Linked DNA regions of Rattus norvegicus: region 1 is linked to region 2. A link is a contact called in public Hi-C data. All regions are on one chromosome and are shown on one strand. Each heading gives the region's core, a stretch centred on a gene start, on an enhancer-like site or on the middle of the called end of the contact. The rest is flanking DNA. Distances are from core to core; before and after follow the strand shown. Region 1 overlaps Map3k5 (mitogen-activated protein kinase kinase kinase 5). Region 2 holds the start of Map3k5 (mitogen-activated protein kinase kinase kinase 5).

Evidence for each region. Hi-C and Micro-C count contacts between places; a contact is called where the count stands out from the background.
Region 1: a contact with region 2 is called in a Hi-C map of kidney, with 2.8 times the contacts expected there. The contact joins the enhancer-like site here to the promoter of Map3k5 in region 2. A contact is called at or near these places in 8 of 12 Hi-C or Micro-C datasets (the Rat2 cell line, Schwann cells, frontal cortex and 5 more).

The regions. Positions count from the first base shown.
Region 1 is chr1:16,705,906-16,709,470 of GRCr8, forward strand. It overlaps Map3k5 (mitogen-activated protein kinase kinase kinase 5), which reads left to right. Exons shown (of 29, transcript NM_001277694.1): 23 at 1,655-1,840. Among named protein-coding and RNA genes, the nearest start is that of Map7, 44 kb to the right of the region's middle. Within about 2 kb of position 2,131, at least 13 of the 93 cell types and tissues checked have an H3K27ac peak or open chromatin away from gene starts, as enhancers often do. A contact at or near this core is called in kidney, where this site is marked.
Region 2 is chr1:16,504,576-16,508,012 of GRCr8, forward strand. Map3k5 (mitogen-activated protein kinase kinase kinase 5) reads left to right here and starts at 1,389. Exons shown (of 29, transcript NM_001277694.1): 1 at 1,389-1,857. The coding sequence starts at 1,389. LOC102547411 (a long non-coding RNA gene) reads left to right here. Exons shown (of 4, transcript XR_005497305.2): 4 at 1-803.

The DNA.
Region 1 (3,565 bases), core at 881-3,380, 200 kb after region 2:
CTTGTAACCTTCACATATGTGCATATCCGCATATAACATGCGCACACACACACACAAGACTAGAGAGGACTTCTGCAGAAAACCTATGAATACTAATTCATGGGAAAGGCTCCTTGTTGAATGCTGCCATGGTTCTGAGGCACTTTTACCCTGCAGAACGCCCTCGCTCAGAAAGGAAAGCCGTCTAATGACATAGCACAGAGGGCCTGGAGTTAGGACAGAGTAGTGATGGCCAAGGGGATGAGATAGTCTGGACAGGAAGCATTCCCCAGGGTAGAGTCTGTTCTTGTAGAGGACAGCAACACACACATCCATAAACCATAGGCAACATGTCGCTGCTGCTGCGGCTGCTGTTTTGAAAACAAACCTGATGTCAAAAACAAATGTTTGCCCTCCTAGCCTGTAGAATAACTTGGGGTTTCTCTCCTGATGTTTTCCTGTTGTTACAAAGTTGCCTGTGAATCGTCCCTCTGGCTGTCATTTAGTTTGCGGTGAGAAAAAAACAAAGCGGGTAATTGTTCTCCTCGCAATTTTAAAATGTTTCTTTAATGACGGCCTTCAGGCCTTTCAGTTTAGACTTTTCTCAGGAGAACCTAAAACATGGGACCAAGCTCCCAAATCAAGAATTTATGTAGAGAAAGAAGGTAAGGGTACTTTTTGAAAATTTTCACGGAATTCGGATGATGGGAATTTTATTGGCCCGGTGGAGAAACATAATTTTAATAATACAGTAAGAAAATGCAATAGGAAATAGAAAGGAGCTTAATAAAAATTCTTGTGGTTCTTGAAGTTAAATGAGGATAAACAGCATCTTTAAATTACGTTTTCTCTCCCGGCTCACTGTGTCTTACTCACAATAAAATAATAAAATAAAATAAATCATTTTGAAAGAGGTCTATTTAAATATGTAAAAGTTTCCTTGTTTTTTTTTTTTTTAATAACTGATTACCCATTGTTGTTAAGGCGGGGTTCCAGCGGTGGTGTCCAAGCTGGCCCCTTCTGTGACAAGGAATTGACTTAAAGGCAGTGGATGGACCAGGCACACCTTTTGATAGATACACACAGCCAGGAGAGAGGTAGCCCATTGGTACCCGGCTGAGCCTGGCAGAGAGGAACCTTGGTGTGTGAATCCAGGAGACATAAAGCTCCAGTTGTTCCTTCCCTCCTTGCTTTTGTTTGGCTGTTGCTGGTTCTGTGTTGTTCTATCTCCTCTTCTCCCTACCCATTGTCATTCTCTACTCCCCTGTATCTATACACGCCCTCGCCCCTCCACCGTGTCCTTGGGTGCTTCCCTGACCTGGGTCGTGACCTTTCGGCCGTCTGACTCTGACATTAACATTCCGTGGCTCGGTGCCTCTGTCTCACGTTAGTGTCCAATTAAAATTTCTGAGAGCAGAATTCTCATCACCTCAGCCTAACCCCGTTTGGGCCTTTGCCTGGCTACTAGCCCGCCAGCGTGGGCATAGCTATTTCTCCGAAGGCTGGTTACTTCTGGCAGCAGTGATGGCTACTGTCGGGAGCCTTAGAGCTCCAAACAGGCTCCTTGTCCTGAGCAGGGGGTCTTGTGGAGCTCAGGTCTTCTGAGGAAAGACTGTGAGCACGGCAGCTCGAGCGGCGTGTGGAGTGACTGAGGCCTTGTGGGTTCTGTTTTCAGGGTCCTGAAGAGCCTAAACTCAAGTGGGAACACATCACAACTCTCATCTCAAGCCTCAGAGAGTTTGTGAGGTCCACTGACCGGAAAATCATAGCCACTACACTGTCCAGGCTCAAGCTGGAGCTGGACTTCGACAGCCATGGCATCAGCCAGGTGCAGGTGGTCCTCTTTGGCTTCCAGGATGCGGTAAGTGCATGTGCCGTGGTTTCCCCCACAAACTCCGCTGCAGAAACGGGTCACAATTTAAATTCTGTTCCCTTTCATTTACTCGATAAACTGCCTTCTCTTCAGATGATAGATGTGAGGCATTGAATGAGTTCCCTCAAAGGCAAGAGAGACACACAGCTGCCACCAAGGGAAACAGCAAGACTTACAGACATTCCCGAGGCTGGGTTTCTCTTCAGGGTTATGTGGTGGGTTACTCTCTGGCCTCTGAACTTAAGTCATGTTTTACAATGCTGTACAGGAAGCGCCATCTCCTGGCCGCTGAGAGAAATGCATGGTTACACCTGGGAATGCTCACTGTTGATGACTGGTGATCTCTCCTCTCCGCCCCCAAGGCTTTCCTCTGCTTTCCATAGAGAACTTTCTTAACAGATTCATTTCATAAGTATCCACTGTTTTCCCACCAGAATTATAGTTCAGAGAACAGACAGTCGGTGAGTGGAAATTAATCATCTTCCGATGAGAGATAGCTGACAGTCTTATGCAGCACAAGCTAGAGGGTGTTCTGCCAGTCTGGTTTAAAACCTTTCCTCTTATTCCTGAGTGAGGCTTCTCTGTAGACCCTCGTGAGCCACTCTCAGACACCCTTACGAGGTACGGGAGGCAGGGGGAAAGTATCTTGAGGGCACCTGTTATGTGAATAATGAAACCACACTGTGTGGTTTTATTTAAAATTTAGAAGTTAATCCGTAGTAATGTATTACTCCTGTGTTAGATGGTTTCTTGACATTTGTATTTGAAATAAGAAGCATCCTCCATTCCAAACCAAATCTCCATCCTTCATCAGGCACTGGTGTTCTGAGTGGAAACTGCTTGGTCTTTCTGCTGTACCATGGGCAGGGACAGGACTAGATTCCTGACTGGACTGCGGTCACAGAGGATCCAAGCAGCTGGTAGCGCACCTGTCACTAACATCAAATGCTAAGGCCTCCTGCTTACACTGCAAGTGTGGAAACCCAGCCATCTGCCACAGAGTGAACGATGTAGCTGATCTGTGCTTGCCCACACATTGGCTTCTGGGCAAGAGGTTTGGAAGCGAATTGGCCGGAGAGTTCAGAATGAGAGCTATTTAGCTGTAATCCTGGGCCTGGAGCCCAGGTCAGACTCGGACATGAAACTCACTCACCCCTGCTCTCCTCCTTGCCTGTCCAGTGCTCTCATTGAGTAATGTGCTGTGCAATGAGGCATTGAGCAAGGCTCTGTATAATGAGAGGCTGTGTAGGCACGTCGTGGGTAAAAAGGACTCACACTTGAAATACTCCAGTTTCCTAAGAGGTAGACCGGTTAGACGCATAAGCAGGCCGATCGATTTAAGAAATGGAGGTACTGCAAACTCCGTCTGAAAGAATTTCCCGGAGCAAGTGAAGCCCAAGAAGTAGTTCGTTTCCTTGGGAGCAGCTACTATGAGAACGTCCTCAGACTGGCCCTCCCCTAAGCTGGGTGGTGTGGATGAGTCTGGACCAAGGGAAAGACTGAGCGGCGGCTGTTCTGACTCTTGGCACGAGTTTGCAGCTCACCCACCACTTCCCATCTTCCACCTGGTTCTCTACCCACAGCCCAGCCATTGTGAACCGGGAGGTAGATGACTCAGTCCAGGTGTTAAGGGAGTGCTGTTCAATCTTTAAAAAAGAAATTCTGACACGGGTCGTAACTGTGGACGAAGCCTAAGAATGTCAGTGCTAAGTC
Region 2 (3,437 bases), core at 139-2,638:
GGAATTCGCACATCTGGTTTTGCTTCCAAAATAAGCGCGAGCCTTTTTCTTTACATTCAAACAACCCACCCGTTTCTTCTGTGTGTGGTTCAGTTTTTAAAAATGAAATAGATCGACTTCACTGTCTCAACTTTGGATGATAATTTCCCCATGTATTTCCTATCTTGGGTATGTGGCATTTTGCGGGAGGGGTGTCTTTAGGATGCTATATGAGAATATTAAATCATTCAGCACCCTGGAGCCAATCAATTACTCATTAACGACAACAGCGTAAGCAACTGGAAATTTTACAATGAAAAGTACCAGCGGCTGCCACGATAAATTTAGCCAACCACTTCTAAATTTAGCGCCCCTGTCACTTATAAACCACTTTCCACTTAAGGCCTGGGCTGTAGGACGATTGTTGGATCCTCCCGCTTCTCGGCACGCGTGTAGCCACGGGGCTTCCAGCGCCACGCGCGGTCCGAGTGCGCGCTGCCCACCAGCCGACCCGTGCGGGCGAGGCGCCGTGGCTGAGCCCAGCGCTGCAAACGCCTGGCGGGCTGACCCAGACCGTGCGGGTTAGAGACGCTTCTTTCGCGCCGTCCCGCAGCGGGGCGCGCGCGGAGCTTCAGCCTTCTTTCCCGGTTCTCTGAGGTCCCGGAGCAGTGGGTTCGGTCCAGGCTGCAGCTTCCCAGCAGCTCCCTCCCCAGGGGCGGGCCCTGGCTCTCCGTGCAGCAACGAGTGGGCGGCCAGAGGCGGGTAGCCGAGAGGACGGGCGGCTGCGAGACAGTCGCTGGGACTCGGAGGGCGCGGCGAGCCGGTGAAAGAGGAAGGGAAGGAAGGAGGAGACCGAGTCGGTGCAAGGGAGCTGCGGCGGAGCTGAGAGGCGGGTCCTTTCGGGAGCGGCCACCGCGGTTCCGGGACGCGGCCCCGGGGCAGCCCGCCCACCGCGCGTAAGGTGTTCTCCAGGTAGCGCAGCACCCAGAGGGCGCCCTCGCCCGGCCGGCGCTCGGCAAGCGACAGCTTGCGGCTCCCCCAGCGCGGCGCCCTTGAGCCGCCGGGCTGCGCAGGTTGGCCGCCGACTGGTCCGCCCGCCAAGAGGAGGAAGCTCTATCCCTTCCCGCTCGCCGCGGCCGGCGTCCCCACCCCGTGGACTCTCCACCCTGCAGCGGGCGAGCGGCGTGGCCACGGAGGCGCCGAGGAGGGGCGAGCCGCCGCCGGGCAGCGGCGTGGCCCCGGGGGACCGGGCGCCCGAGCGGAGGCGGCGGCGGGGCGGCGAAGGCGCGGCGCGCGATGGCAGCTGCCTAGCCCGGCGCGCTCGGAGCAGCCCGGAGCTGTGGCTGGCCAGACGGTGCGTCAGGACTGGAGACCCCGGGGTCGCCGCCGTGGCAGCTCGGCAGGTAGAGATGGGCACCGAAGCCGGCGAGGGCATCACTTTCTCCGTGCCGCCCATTTTGTCCGCGGGTTTCTGCCCCATCCCGGAGGGCGGCAGCTGCCGGAGGGGAGGAGGAGCGGCGACGGCGGCGGAGGGCGAGCCGAGCCTGCAGCCCTTGCTTATGCCGCCGCCGCCACCACCGCCGGGCAGTTTCTGGAACGTGGAGAGCGCGGCGGCTCCTGGCACCAGCTGCCCTACCACCGCCCCCGGGAGCAGCGCCACCCGAGGCCGGGGCAACTCTGGCAGCGGGGGCGGCCGGCGTACCACCGTGGCGTATGTGATCAACGAGGCGAGCCAGGGGCAGCTGGTGGTGGCGGAGAGCGAGGCCCTGCAGAGCCTGCGGGAGGCGTGCGAGGCGGTGGGCGCCACCCTGGAGACCCTGCATTTCGGGAAGCTGGACTTTGGGGAAACCACCGTGCTGGACCGTTTTTACAACGCTGGTGAGTGGCAGCTCCTTGCGGTGCCCACCGGGTTTCCCCTGGCTGTCTTCGTGGGGGTGGGGCTGGGAGAATATTTTGTTTTGTTTTGTTTTTCGTGGGCGGGAAGCAAGCTTCCTATTTACATCACGCCCCACCTTGGGAGCGGCGAGAGGGGTTGCAGGACTGTTCAGGCCGGCTGCTCCTAGCAGAGGGTGTGCTGGTGCAAGAGGCTGTATTTGGGCAGGAGGTCCGCTGATTTATTCGCTATCCGGCAGTGAAGCCCCTGAGTCTAAGTGCAAGGCTCAAACACCCCCCCCCCCCCCATTGCGAATAACTTCTTCAGTCACTTCTCTTCAGTTAGTGAGTGTATAGTTAGGGTTTCCTTTTGCACACACCTGTGGCCCTCTGAGGTGATGTTCTGTTCGCCGTGCAGTCTTGGGAGTACAGAAACGCCAGCATGCGGCAGGGTTTCCTTTGAGCTTTCAAAGCGTAGCGTGACCTTCCCCAACTCATTTCACCTTGGAGTTTTGGTGGCTTCAGTTTCCCGTCCTCGTTACCACTTTAAACTGTCAAATAACTACATGTTAGAGTAAAAGTACTGTGAAAACACACCAAATGTGTGTGATCTTTGTTAGAGTCTTGCCAAAAGAACCAGTTTTTTTTTTATTACCTCAGATACTGTGGTGGGTGGAAGAGTTTATAGTTTAACATCATTTAAAGAGTTCCTATGCAATTTTAATGACCGATTCGGTTGGCCATTAAAGTGATTGCTAAAGTAATCCACATGGGGAGGGATGGCTCCCCATTTAGTCCATTTCAGATTTCAAAACTGTTAGAGAGTCCTAATGACTGAACCAATTAGCTGTCTGTTAGCAAATGTTGGGAATGGTAGCGTGCTACTGAGATCCAATGGGATCAAGTAAACAGACGTGTTAATTTTTATAATTGTGGTGGGAAACCTGGTTCCATTCTTCAAATACAGTAAGCTTCTTAACATTTGTGATCACGGGTTTTATATTTCAATCTAATTCTCTTACAGCCTCTTCAAAAACACCTGAAGTAGGCTTATGTCTGCTTTGGAATTCAGCCAGAGCTGAATATTTTAAGAACAAGAAGAACTTCATGTTAAGGAAGCCAGACTAAATAAACTAAGACTCTCTGGTTTGGGTATTTTTTTTTTTAAACAGTCTGGGTCTTCATAACTGAACATGAATATAAAATATTATAGCTTGGTTCTTGGGGTGGCTAGCTATAAAAGTTAAATAAACATAGCTTTTCTAAAAATTATAGCACTCTTATTTTTGGATTATAATTTGGAAGAATCTTCAAAGAACCAAATGATAGGAGAGGGGGAAAAAGCCAAATTAAAACTTGAGCTTATTTTTATTGCAATGATAGAGTGGGCTTATTTTTCCTAGGAGCCCCGGGAAAAAAAAAAAAACTTAAACCCTTAGCTAATATGAAGGAAAGTTTCCTAACAAGGCTGTCCTCTGTTACTCTCCAAATACCATCGCTGGGAAAGGGAGAAGCGTTAGAGGCGAGCAGACATTTGAACTCTATCTCACTTAGCCCTGGGACCAGGCCTAGGGCAAGAGTAATAT